2 separate regions of the Mus musculus genome follow, and region 2 is linked to region 1. Evidence: chromatin contacts called from public capture Hi-C data. All regions are on one chromosome and are shown on one strand. Each heading gives the region's core, a stretch centred on a gene start, on an enhancer-like site or on the middle of the called end of the contact. The rest is flanking DNA. Distances are from core to core; before and after follow the strand shown.

Evidence for each region. Capture Hi-C pulls out chosen DNA fragments and counts their contacts.
Region 2: a contact with region 1 is called in a capture Hi-C map of macrophages, with 2.8 times the contacts expected there. The contact joins the promoter of 4930473H19Rik here to the promoter of Snw1 in region 1. A contact is called at or near these places in 1 of 39 promoter capture datasets (embryonic stem cells), 1 of 115 datasets of contacts at active chromatin or transcription factors (stem cell-derived neural progenitor cells) and 1 of 9 other capture datasets (macrophages).

What each region holds. Positions count from the first base shown.
Region 1 is chr12:87,469,763-87,475,628 of GRCm38.p6, reverse strand. Snw1 (SNW domain containing 1) reads left to right here and starts at 3,330. Exons shown (of 14, transcript NM_025507.2): 1 at 3,330-3,381. The coding sequence starts at 3,368.
Region 2 is chr12:88,439,264-88,445,129 of GRCm38.p6, reverse strand. It overlaps 4930473H19Rik (RIKEN cDNA 4930473H19 gene), which reads left to right and starts at 2,897. Exons shown (of 3, transcript NR_166711.1): 1 at 2,897-2,949; 2 at 3,895-4,103. It overlaps Adck1 (aarF domain containing kinase 1), which reads right to left. Exons shown (of 11, transcript NM_001277297.1): 6 at 3,889-4,047.

The sequences.
Region 1 (5,866 bases), core at 2,081-4,580:
CAGTTCTGAACAAGATACTAACAAACTAAGAACATACTACTATTAGGATTTCCAGTTCCCAAGGAAGGAAATTGAGGTCAAGTAGTTAACATACTCAAGATTACATAACAGTTCTGGTTGGTAAATCTGAAAGTAAGCCTCTATAGATAATAACCACCAGAACTGGGTCTAAACTGAACTTTATTTTTATATACTTTTTTCTTTTTTTGAGACAACGATTTACTGTCACTCTGGCTGTCCTGGAACTTGCTCTGTAGACCAGGCTGGCCTCGAACTCAGAAATCCGCCTGCCTCTGCTCCCCGAGTGCTGGGATTAAAGGTGTGCGCCATCACACCCGGCACTAGTCTCTTCTTAATCACCACTAATTTCTTAGCTCAAGTTCACCATCAATTGTCCCAGTAGTCTCCATCTCCTCTTGACTATAAAGCCAGAGATCCATGGCTGAAGCTGCCAAACTTCTGCTGCTTGCTGGAGCTGGAACACGCCACTTTGTTCTATTACATTATCACCATCACTGATCTCATCCACTAGACTTCAACATAAAGTTCAGTCAACACTTGCAAGGCTTAGGCTATGCCAAGGTCACGGTCAGCTGCTTCTGCAGACAGAAAATTCAAGCTTTACCTGCTTGTGGTTCATTGATGTCCCCACCTGCCAACACCTGCAACTCCCTCTAGCACAGACACACTGCCCATGTAGTGTTTGTTGCTCTGGGTGCCCTCTGTTGGGCAAGTCTGCTTGTTCCAAGAACTAATGCTAGTGAGCTGATTAAAGCTCAATGGAGCTATGCCCTTGGGGCTTGCTTATATTACATCCATGGTTTTTTTTCCATGAGTTGCATTGACCTGAAGTCTTCGTGCTTGAGCAGTGAGTACTGCACTGAGTGAGCAACCACCTCCTCAGCCATGGTCAGCTCACTGCAACTTCCTCACAACTTTGAGGGGGAAAGACTGAGATAGAGAGAAGTTAGGTCTTCTGGGTTTGTTTGTTTGTTTGTTTGTCTGTTGCAAATTGCTGGCGGTGGGCTGAAACACAGACAACGTAGGTAGCTTACCAAAATCCAGAACCAGATGACATAGGGAAACTCATGAAAATCCAGCACATAGGAACCAAACTCGCACTGTACATACTTAAAGGAAATCACTGACTATGGCAAGTCATTTAAAAATAAACTTTATTGGTTTGAAGAGATCAGTTAAGAGCACTGACTACTCTTCCAGAGAACCTGTGTTTAATTCCCAACACCCACATTAGTGGCTTATGAACATCTGCTACTGTAGTACCCAAGGGGTCCAATATCCTCTTCTAGCCTCGGGCACCAGGCATGCATGTGGTACATATATACATGCAGACAAATACCCCGTATACCTAGAATTATAAATTAAGTTTTGTTACATATAGTGTATGAGTCTGTGTGTGTAAAACTACCACAACACGCATGAGTAGGTCAGAGAACAACCTGAGAGATTCTGATTTCTCCATGTATGTGAGACTGTACGCAGGCAGTCAAGCATGGCAGCAAGGGCCTTTACCCACTGTGTCACCCAATCAGTTCTACAGAGCTCTCTCTCTCTCTCTCTCTCTCTCTCTCTCTCTCTCTCTCTCTCTCTCTCTCTCTTTTCTTCTTCTTCTTCTTCTTCTTCTTCTTCTTCTTCTTCTTCTTTCTCCTCCTCCTCTTCCTCCTCCTTCTTCTTCTTTTTTTTTTTTTTTTGGCTTTTCAAGATAGGGTTTCTCTGTGTAGCCCTGGCTGTCCTGGAACTCACTCTGTAGACCAGGCTAGCCTCAAACTCAGAAATCCACCTGTCTCTGCCTCCCAAGTGCTGGGATTAAAGGTGTGCACCACCACTGCCCAGCCAGATCTACTCTCTTAATTGTGTTGTAGTAAAATTGCTGTTCTCTATATAACCATGGGATGATTAGGGATCATCAGGGTACAAGCACCCCAAACGATATGTCTCTGTGGAAAATGAGAATTGACTGTCAGAATACATATCCATCCCTTTCTTTCAATCCTACATCCTAGGTTTTGGGCTATGCCTTTCTGATTTCCCACATTCATTATTTTAACATTGCCCTCAGTAGCCTCTTTAGTCTCTCATTACCATAGAAAACCAGTGTGTGGCAAGAAGAGTCCTTTTGTTTGTTTGGCGTGGTGATTTACTTATGCTTAGTGCAAGGTGTGGTACTCTCAGGAGGTATGGCATTGTTGGAGGAGGTTTGCCACTGTGGATGTAGGACTTTGAAGAGATCTATATCTACTCAAGCTCTGCCCAGAGTGAGACAAGCAGTCTCTCCTTACTGCCTTCAAATTGGCTTGCTGAACTCTCAGCTCCTTCTCCAGCACTATGTCTGCCTGGATGCTGCTATAATGATAATGAACTGAACCCCTGAAAATTTAAGCCAGCTACAAGTGATATTTTCCTTTATAAAAGTTGCCTCAGTCATGGCATCTTTTCACAGTAATGGGTACACTAAGACAGTTTGGTTTTAGTCTTTTGAGACAGGGTTTCTTTGTGTAGTCTTGGCCATCCTAGAACTAGCTCTGTAGACCAGACTGGCTTTGAACTCACAGTGATCTACCTCTGGGATTAAAGGCATGTGCCTCAACTGCTGGACTAAGAACTGTCTTTCTTGAGCTGCATTCAGTGGCAAAGACCTTTGATCCTAACACTTAGGAGGCAGTGTCAAGCTGATGTCAGATCATGACCAGCTTGGTCTATAGGAAAAGTTCCAAGGCAGCCAGGACTACACAGAAAAACCCTATCTCAGAAAGAAATAATTGTCTTTCTTACCTGTCTCAGTCCTACTTCAGCTCCAAATTATCAGCTGAACTAAATCTACGCTCATTGATCTTAATTTCTAGCATCTTCTTTATTTGCCACACCCCACACTGTTTTTTAAATAATTCATTCGTGAAGCAAAATTTAAAGTAGATGACTGTTAACACAACGATTAACTATATGCACGGAGGGTGGCTTATAGTGGGGGATCAGCCAGACTTTGCATCCTATTCAAAACTCTTAAGCAGTACTATGTGTAGCGGCCTTAAAGCAGAGTTGGATAATAGTATTAGCGTCCCAAAATAAGGCTTTATATCATATTTTGTATTATCACTACTGACATGTTAAACAGAGACCCTGTAGCCTGTAAAATCTACAGAAGTAAGGAATTTCGTATGCTAAGGTAGTTGTTGCTAACGCACTTTCAACAGACTGGCTGTCACAAGTCTCTCTCAAAGAACTACAAGGCCCAGAGGGCCGTTCGGTCAGAGCGCCTGCGCAGTGAGCATTTTTCCATTGTGTTCCTCGTTCCCGGGCAAGACTCGCCCGGCGACGTTGTGGCCTGCGCAGGAAGAAGCGGAAGAAGATGGCGCTCACCAGGTGGGTTGTTGATTTGGGTCCTCGATACGGAAGGGTCTGGAGTACACATCTTTTCCTTTCTGCCCGTACTGTTCGGGCTGTGACCTGGCCTGAGGCGCAGAAGTAACTTAGTCAAAACCGTGGCTGGAACCTCTCTCGGGCTTCCTCCGCGACTAGGCCGCGCCGAAGCCGGGGTCTTTCCTTCGGGGCTTCCCGGGTTGAGTTCGCCCCCCCCTGTTCCGAGAGCCCTGACATGGCCTCGCCGCGAGGACCTCACATGTGCTTCGCGTAAGCGGCGCGGTAGATTGACGAGCGCCTTGTGGACTGCGGGCTGAGATGGTTGCACTGCGAAGCCGCGGCTTATTTAACCCCGCTAAGCAAAGCTCGCCCGTCTCGTGGGAGGCTTTCCAGCCGCTTGTATGTTTTGTGCTTCTCATTTTCTCCTGCTACTCTCTCTCTCCCGAAACAAAGATTTTTGCAAAAAAAAAAAAAAAAACAAAACAAAAAAACAAAGAGTTGGGAACGTCCGAGAACCGACCAAGTTTTTTTTTAATTGACAGCAGTAGGGGCTGCTGTTGACTAAATGCGCGCCGCTCCACCTTTTAACTTTGGATCTTAGAATTTCTTTTGTACATAGAACCACCTCCGGCTTTTGCTGTTCCTGGTTGCCCTGGTTACTGTATGTAAAGTGTTTCCAACCTTTAAGGAAAAGAAAATGCTAAGTGGGAGACTTCCAAAAAGTTATGTAACTCCCAACTGCTGTAAGTGGAAAAACTTTCCATGCAAACTCAGCTGGAAAAGTCTGATTTTAAAGAAGGTATTCACTTTAGGGCCTTGGATTGTACCTGTTAAACCCACTTCTCATATTTTTTCCTGGCTCATAACAATATGAATCCTAAGAATATTTTGGTTATATGAATTAAGGTTTGTTGTCCTGCTTTGCCCTAGAGGTAGTATATGTAGAATGAAAAAAAAATTTTTTTTAAACCGGGAAGATGGACAAGTGGGTACACGGATGAAAATAGTGCAGGCGGGAGGATCTCAGAGTTCCAAGGCCAATCAGGTCTGTATAGGTAGTTTAAGGCCAGGATTTAAAAACAAAAACAGAATAACACTGACCTGGTTAGCTTTAACTGTCTGCTTAACACCTGGTCAAAAGATATCAGGTGAAAAAATTGCCTAGAACAGATTGGCTTATGGACATGTCTGGAAAGGATTGTTTTTCTTGCTAAGAGATGCAGGAAGATCCAAACCACTAATGGCTGCTCCATTCCCTAGGCGGGATATCCTGAACAGTATAAGCTAGATGAGTATAAGCCACTCTGCCAACCAGCAAGCAGCTTACATGGTGCCTAGCCTGCCTGCCTGCTTGCCTCCCTCCTTCCTTCTCTGCAAGAAAGCAAGTCCCTCTTGCTCTTGATTGTCTGTGGGATTTCACTAGCTGCCTTGACATCTCTCGTGGGTTTTAACCTGGAATTAAAAGCCAAATGTACTGGCTGGGTTTGTGTGTCAATTTGACACAAGCTCAATTTATCACACAGATAGGAGCCTCACTTAAGGAAATGCCTCCACGAGATCCAGCTGTAAGGCACTTACTCAATTAGTGATCAAAGGCGGGAGGGCCCAGCCAATTGTGGGTTGTGTCATCCCTGGGCTGGTAGTTCTGGGTTTTATAAGAAAGCGAACTGAGCAAGCCAGGGGAAGCAATCCAGAAAGCAGCAGCCTCCATGGGTACTGCATGAGCTCCTACCTCCAAGTTCCTGCCCTGTGCGAGTCCCTTTCCTTACTTTCTTTGGTGATAAACAGCATTGTGTAAGTGTAAGCTCAATAAACCCTTTCCTCCCCCTACTTGCTTCTTGGTCATGATGTTTTGTGCAAGAATACATACAGTGACTAAGACATCAGATAAGCCCTTCCTCCTGTAAATTGTGTTTTGCCGCAGTTTTTTAACAACAGCCACAGAAATGAAACTGGAACCAACAGATGATGTACTGGTACATCAACAGATGTGTGGTCCTAGCCTCGGTACAGAAAAATAAGAGTGAGTTGTGCTGACTGAGTGTTTTAGATAGCAAATATTCGAGTCTTCTTCAGGCACTATGATACAGATTAGTAGGACCATGAGAGGGAAAGTAGAATTTGAAATGGATGCACACAAGAAGAACGCCAGAGGTATAATATGTCTTGAGTGCCTATCAGCAATGCTAAAAGGTGAAGTCTCAAAATGGTCGGGCTTGAGGACTACAAAGCTTTCATTTCTGTGTTTTTAAATGTTGTTTATAAAACTAGCAAATACGGACTGGGGAGGAATAGGTCAGTGGTTCAAAGCAGTGGCTGTTCTTGCAGAGGACCTGGTATGTTTCCCAGCACCCACATGGCAGCTCAGGTTGCTCTGTCTGGTAAATGAATAGTTAATCATAATGCAGAAAGTTGGATGGTATACACATGGTCTAGACAGCTTTAATCCCAAAACTGGGGAAGCAGCTGGATCTACACAGTGAGAGTC
Region 2 (5,866 bases), core at 1,648-4,147, 970 kb before region 1:
AAGTAAGTAAGTAAGTAAGTAAATAAATAAATAAATAAATAAATACCTAGCTAGCAGTAGTAGCAGGTAGCACACTCCTTTAATCCCAGCACTCAGGAAACAGAGGAACTCTTCCTCTGAGAGTTCAGGGCCAGCCTGGTCTACAGAGCAAGTTCCAGGACAGCCAGGGCTACACTGAGAAACACTGTCTCAAAACAAACAAATGAACCTGTCGGGTTGGGCTTCGGTTAACTGCAGACAAATCATAAACTATTTAACATATTCCTACTCTCCCTGACTCTGAAAACACCAAAAAGCAAGATAGAACAGATTTCAGTGGGAACAGGAAGGGGTCAGAGGGCACCACAGGCTGTGTGGTGTCACATAAGCAGGTGACACTATCAGTACCATCAAAGCCATGATGCTTTCAGCATACTATTTCTTCAAAGTTTTGGTCACTATTTCCTCTTAAGGAGAAGAACCAAAGGCAGTCCATTCCATCTAGACAGCCCTCAAGTCCAGCTACACATTTCTCCTAGTTCTTCTGAGAAAGCTGTACCGTCGATCATTCTCTTACCTCGTGCCTCAGTTTCCTTCCCTGGCAAGGGGCCCTGCAGGGCATGGAGCTACCTATATGTGAAGCCCTGGTGCTAAGAAGCAGATGAGCCTAAGTTAAATTTTCACCATTTGGAAATCTAGGTTGATCAAGACGTTTATGCCTCTCTGTTGCTTTGAATGTAAGATTCAGACACACTTGTCAACTCGAAACAAGTCCATGTCTGTCATTATCGTTGCTCCTGGTCTCCAGGGGAAAGGTATACTACTTGGGTACCTTTGGTTAAGTTTATCCATTGATTTGGAAACCTCAGCTTGGCAGTGGGCCTTGGAGCTCTGTAAACATTAGGCCAGAGCCCCAGCAGGTCCTACTAGGTCATTTGGAGGACAGCCAGGAGAGCACCAAGGGTGGGGTGAGAGCCCAAAGCTGAAGTCTCTCTGGGCTGCCTGGGCACGGGCAGGAATAAGCCAGGGACTCCTTCCCATACCTTCATTCCCTGTGATGTGACCACTCCAGCCTGATAATCACACGCCCTTTTCCTCAGCCACTCGGGGCTGGATTATCACATGGAAATGACCACAAAATCACGAAACAGCAAAAGTACATGACTTGTCCCTCAAGTCCCCAAATGGCTATGTCTCACCACTGCCCATCTCCTTCTTCCATCCAGGAAGGAAAAAAAAATTGGCACCTGGCTATAAAGGAAGCAAGCTTAGGGACGCATCTCACCAGGGACTCACTGGCCCTAGCAGGGCCACCTCTGGCCTATGAGACCCTGGCTCAGGGTCTATGTCATACAGGGTAGCCCCCCACAACGGCCCACCTGAGAGCTCCACCTGCTACCACATCAGGACCACCCAACCTCTATAAAAAGTCCCACGACCTTGCTTGGGTAGCCTGGGCCTCGTGGTGGGGCCTGACCATGCACCTCTACTCTGTGCACCGTGAAGCCTCTGCTATCATGCAGGATACAGTCCTCCAGAAGTCAGAGCTCGGCCTCCTACTTGCTTTATTGACTGTGGACACATGGTAACCTCTCTGAGACCTAATGCACCCCTAGTAAGATGATGTGGGTGGCTATAGAAGAGCCTGCTTCACCTCACGCACCACTGGCGTGGAGAGAGGACAAGTGTCCCACACAGAACCAAATGCTGAGCTGTTGGTTAAACAGTGGCTGTCCCGTGACAGCTACGCAGTGACCCATGAGGATCCTGATCCACCTCAGAGCTGAGTCAATGCCATACGCTCACACACTCATGCAAACATCATGCAACATAGTTGTCTTCTGTGACTCAGAAATGTTTCAAACAAGTACTACACAGTTTGATGTGCAGGCTTTAAGCCACGCTGTCTCCCCCCTAACCCTGCTTCTTCCCCTTGCTGGTTTACTCTGTCAACCTAGGCTAATGGCTCGATCCCTTGGGACTTCTGCTTCCCCACCAATGGCACAGGGTTCAAAATGGTACCTCCTTTGTGAGGCCACTCTACAGATTAAAGGGTAAATATATGTGAAACACTTTTAGAAGTGACTAACACATTAAAAGGTCATATGTTATTATACATGTTGCTCATCTTTGAAAGTCTAATAAGCTGTGACACTTCTCCAAGAGCTCACATATCCCCCAGGGTCCTGACCTCACACAAAAAACTCTGGAGTGACCCTGCCTGATGTGACACACTCTCATCTCCACTCGAGCTTTTATCTAAACTGGTTTCAAACCCATGCGTAGACTGTTTCTCCTTTCCTTCCTGTCCCCAACTATCCCTCAGGTTAATCACAAGTCTGAATGCCTGGCACAGCCCTATTCTACGCATGCTCAGATCCGTATTGTTCAGTCTGGCTGCCCTTCACCTTCTTCTGGCATCCTCTCTATTTTATTCAGAGATGGGCTGAGACCCAAAGATTTACTGTGAAGGGTCGAGGATATTAAACACCCCTTAGCACTGGAAGAGGCCTCGCACATGAGAGGCAAACTCGTTGCTGAGACTTAATTACGCACAGATGTTGTGATGGGGTGCCAGCATGCAAGAGCAATCTATCTACAGTTTTAAAAGCTGAGCTGGGTTCACCGTGCAGAATTTGCTTCCTGCTTATGATGTGCTTAGGCAAAATTAATTACTTAGGAGCCTTCATTCCTCCATTGTCTTAGGAATGGTATGTGAGTTCTGGCAGCAGTGGGTCAGATCAGTATGTTAATTATTTACCAATTTGGCATCCTTGTTTCAAAAATCTGTGTTGTTGTTATTATTATTATTATTACATGTCTTGGTCTGGCAGTTGCTAGTTGGCTCCAGCCAGAGGATGATTCTGCTGTTTCCATGGAAACGGTGGAGGAGATTGTTGCGTTTGTCTGGCTCCGCACTCTGGCACTAAGGGGCACCTCTGCCAGGTTAAAGGTGGCAGAAACTCTGAGGTAAGCAGCAGACACAGAGTCAGAGAGCCTGGGCTAAAACTGGAACTCTACCCAAGACACGGCTGTGTAGAGGGATGGGCTAGAAGGGCTCACCATCAGGATGTGTCAGCATCCTGTCAGTACGACAGGGCCTGACACACTGAAATGCTCGCTCACTAAATACTGCATTCTCCCCCCTGAAGTCAGCCCTTTTTGGAGGCCTTTCTGAGCTCCCTGTCCTGGGTAGATTAAGCGTTTCCTCATGGGAAGCCACCAAAATAAATATGAAGGTCCACTGTGTGCACAACACTTTGTAAGACAGGCAATAATGTATCTGCTTTCTCCCATTAAGTGGGAAGTTTCTAGAGCGGCACCAAAAGGGGGCCTCCCACAATACACCAAGAGACCAAGGAAATAATAAATGTAGGATAAGGAAGAGGAAAACTGGTATGTGCAAGTGAATACACCTTTGAGGCCCTAAAGCCTTATACTTCTTTTTCTGTGTCACTGAGGAGCCTATGTGCCTGGTTCTCTGGGGAGCCCCAAGGTTTCTGCTCTATAGTTCTGCATACTGTAGTGTTGTCTAGAAACACTGTTGTAACAAAACTGTACTACAGGAGCAAATGTAACATGCATTTTTGGAGCCGGATCAGAGTACAGAAGTGTTAGCTGTCACCGTCACTCACTGCATGTTCTGTGGAGGGAGAGGCCATAGAACACAGGCCCACGGGGTACTCAGTGTCAAGCATGCAATGAACAGCTGGTTCAACAATCATATTAGGGTTCACTCTTGGAAATTGCCTTCAAGGGGCTTCCATGTGGATCTCCAATTACAAATCACTCACCTTAAGTTAGAAACTTTGGCCAAGAGATGTCCCAGCTCACGCCCTCTATGTAGGGACAGCCAGGGTAGGGCCCAACCGACCCCTGCACTCATCCTTGACGGTCCCGCTCTCCTACCTTTAGGAAGTCAAAGTGCCTGAGCATGTGGGCCACTTTCTCAGCGTTCCTCCCTTCATTCAGGAAGTCCAACTCGAGAGGCAGGTTCTTCTTCGCTTCATCCACCAGCCACATGAATTCAAAATCTGGGAAAAGTTGCTTCACGGCCAGGACAAGCACCTGAAAGCCACCAAGCAACCTGTCAGCCAGTCAGCCCACGGCCCCCACCACGGAAGGTACATGTCCTACCCCGCTGGGGGATGATTCTGTGCGCTGTGTATTCAGATGCTGATTACTGGGCCCAGAGATCAGGTCGCAGCCCTGACAGGCATTGCCAAGCATCTCCTGTCTTACTTTCATGTAAAAATTGTTTTCTGTCACCTCTGGTTGGTTAATAAAGAGCTGAGCAGCCAATAGCTGGACGGGAGAGAAGAGATGAGACTTCCGATCCCAGTGAGGGGGATCCTGGGTGGAGGAAGGAGAGGAGGGAGGTCACCATGAAGAAGTTGCCATGAGAGGCTACGAGAGACAGAGACACCATGGAAAGGACGGACGGAGCAGGAGCAGCCAGAGCAGGACCAAGATGGCAGGTGGCTGGGAAGTAGGCCAGACTGGCATAGTTGAGTTAAAACAGATGAGAACCCCGTCCAACTAAAGTGCAAGAAGCTTTTTAATAAATACAGCAGGTCTCCATGTCATTAGTTCAGAGCAAGGGCAGGTATAGAAAAGCCCTGAGCTTTTGCTCTATGCCCTGCCTGGGTCTCCCGTGAAATACACATGGGAGAGAGAACTGTTTTCCTGGCCTCTGCCACAATAATTGTACCAAGTCCAAAATGTTAAGAAGAGAACAGCATCCAGAAGTAACCTTGACGACTGTTGGCTAGGTACTGCCTGGCTGGGTACCCAGCATCTTGCTCCAAATCCACACAATCATGGGAGACATGTAGGAACATGTCATGTCACTAATCGGGGCTCTGAGAGTTCCTGTGATTTCTTTTTTTTACAAATCTGTACAGTTAGGAAGCCTTGTTTAAGGCAACTTCCATTATCTGTGATGTGGCCACGCCCATATTTGTTCAAATTTTTGTCATTGTTTTGTTGGTGATGGTGGTTGCCTGTGCCAGAGGCTAAACCTAGGGCCTTGCGCATGGTAGGTGGGCAAGTTCTCAATAACTGACCGAAATCCCTAGGCAGAGCTGTTCTTGCTCAACCTGCTAAGGGTAGAGAAGGTGCTTCCCACTGCAGCTGATAACTTCACTTGCTTCAGCCTTGAGGCTGGGATTGAAACAGTTGTGATATGGACTGAACATGCCTGACTCAAGGTTCTAGCATCACAAGTGCTCCAAGACTTCCTAAGTGCCCGCATTATATCACACATGGAGATGTTCACACCTGATCTCATGGCAGGCTGCATTCAAAAATGCAAGAGCACTAAAATTATTATATAAAATTTGCCTTCAGGCTACAAGGTAAAATGTATATGAGACATAAATGAGTTCTTTCTTTAGACACAGGACCATCCCCAAGATGCCTCATTATATAGGTGCAAAATTCCATAATCCAAAAAAGCCCAAAACACTCCTGGACCCAAGCATTTTTTATAAGAGAGATACTCACCCTGCCTTATTTTCTATGTTGTCTGCATAAGATAAGACTTCATAATTTTAAAAAAATTGGAATAAAGAAGCATCCAGACTTGACAAGACCGAGGCTTGCCCATCTAGATGAAGAATGCAGCATTTGGACACCTGGGTTCCCCGTGGATCCTTGAGTGATGAGACGACAGGGGTGGGGTGGGGTGGGGTGGGGTGGGGTGGGGAGTCTGACCTGGCATGTGGTGTGGTTCTGATGGTGTGAGTTAAACATCAGAGACAGAGGACAAGAGCCCAGTGGGAGGAGCCAAGCACGTGCCGAGGCTCCTCAGGCGTGGTGGGCTTAGTGACAGTGTCCCCTCACTTCCCACACTCCATTTCCAACCTCCAGAAGGACTCTCTGGATC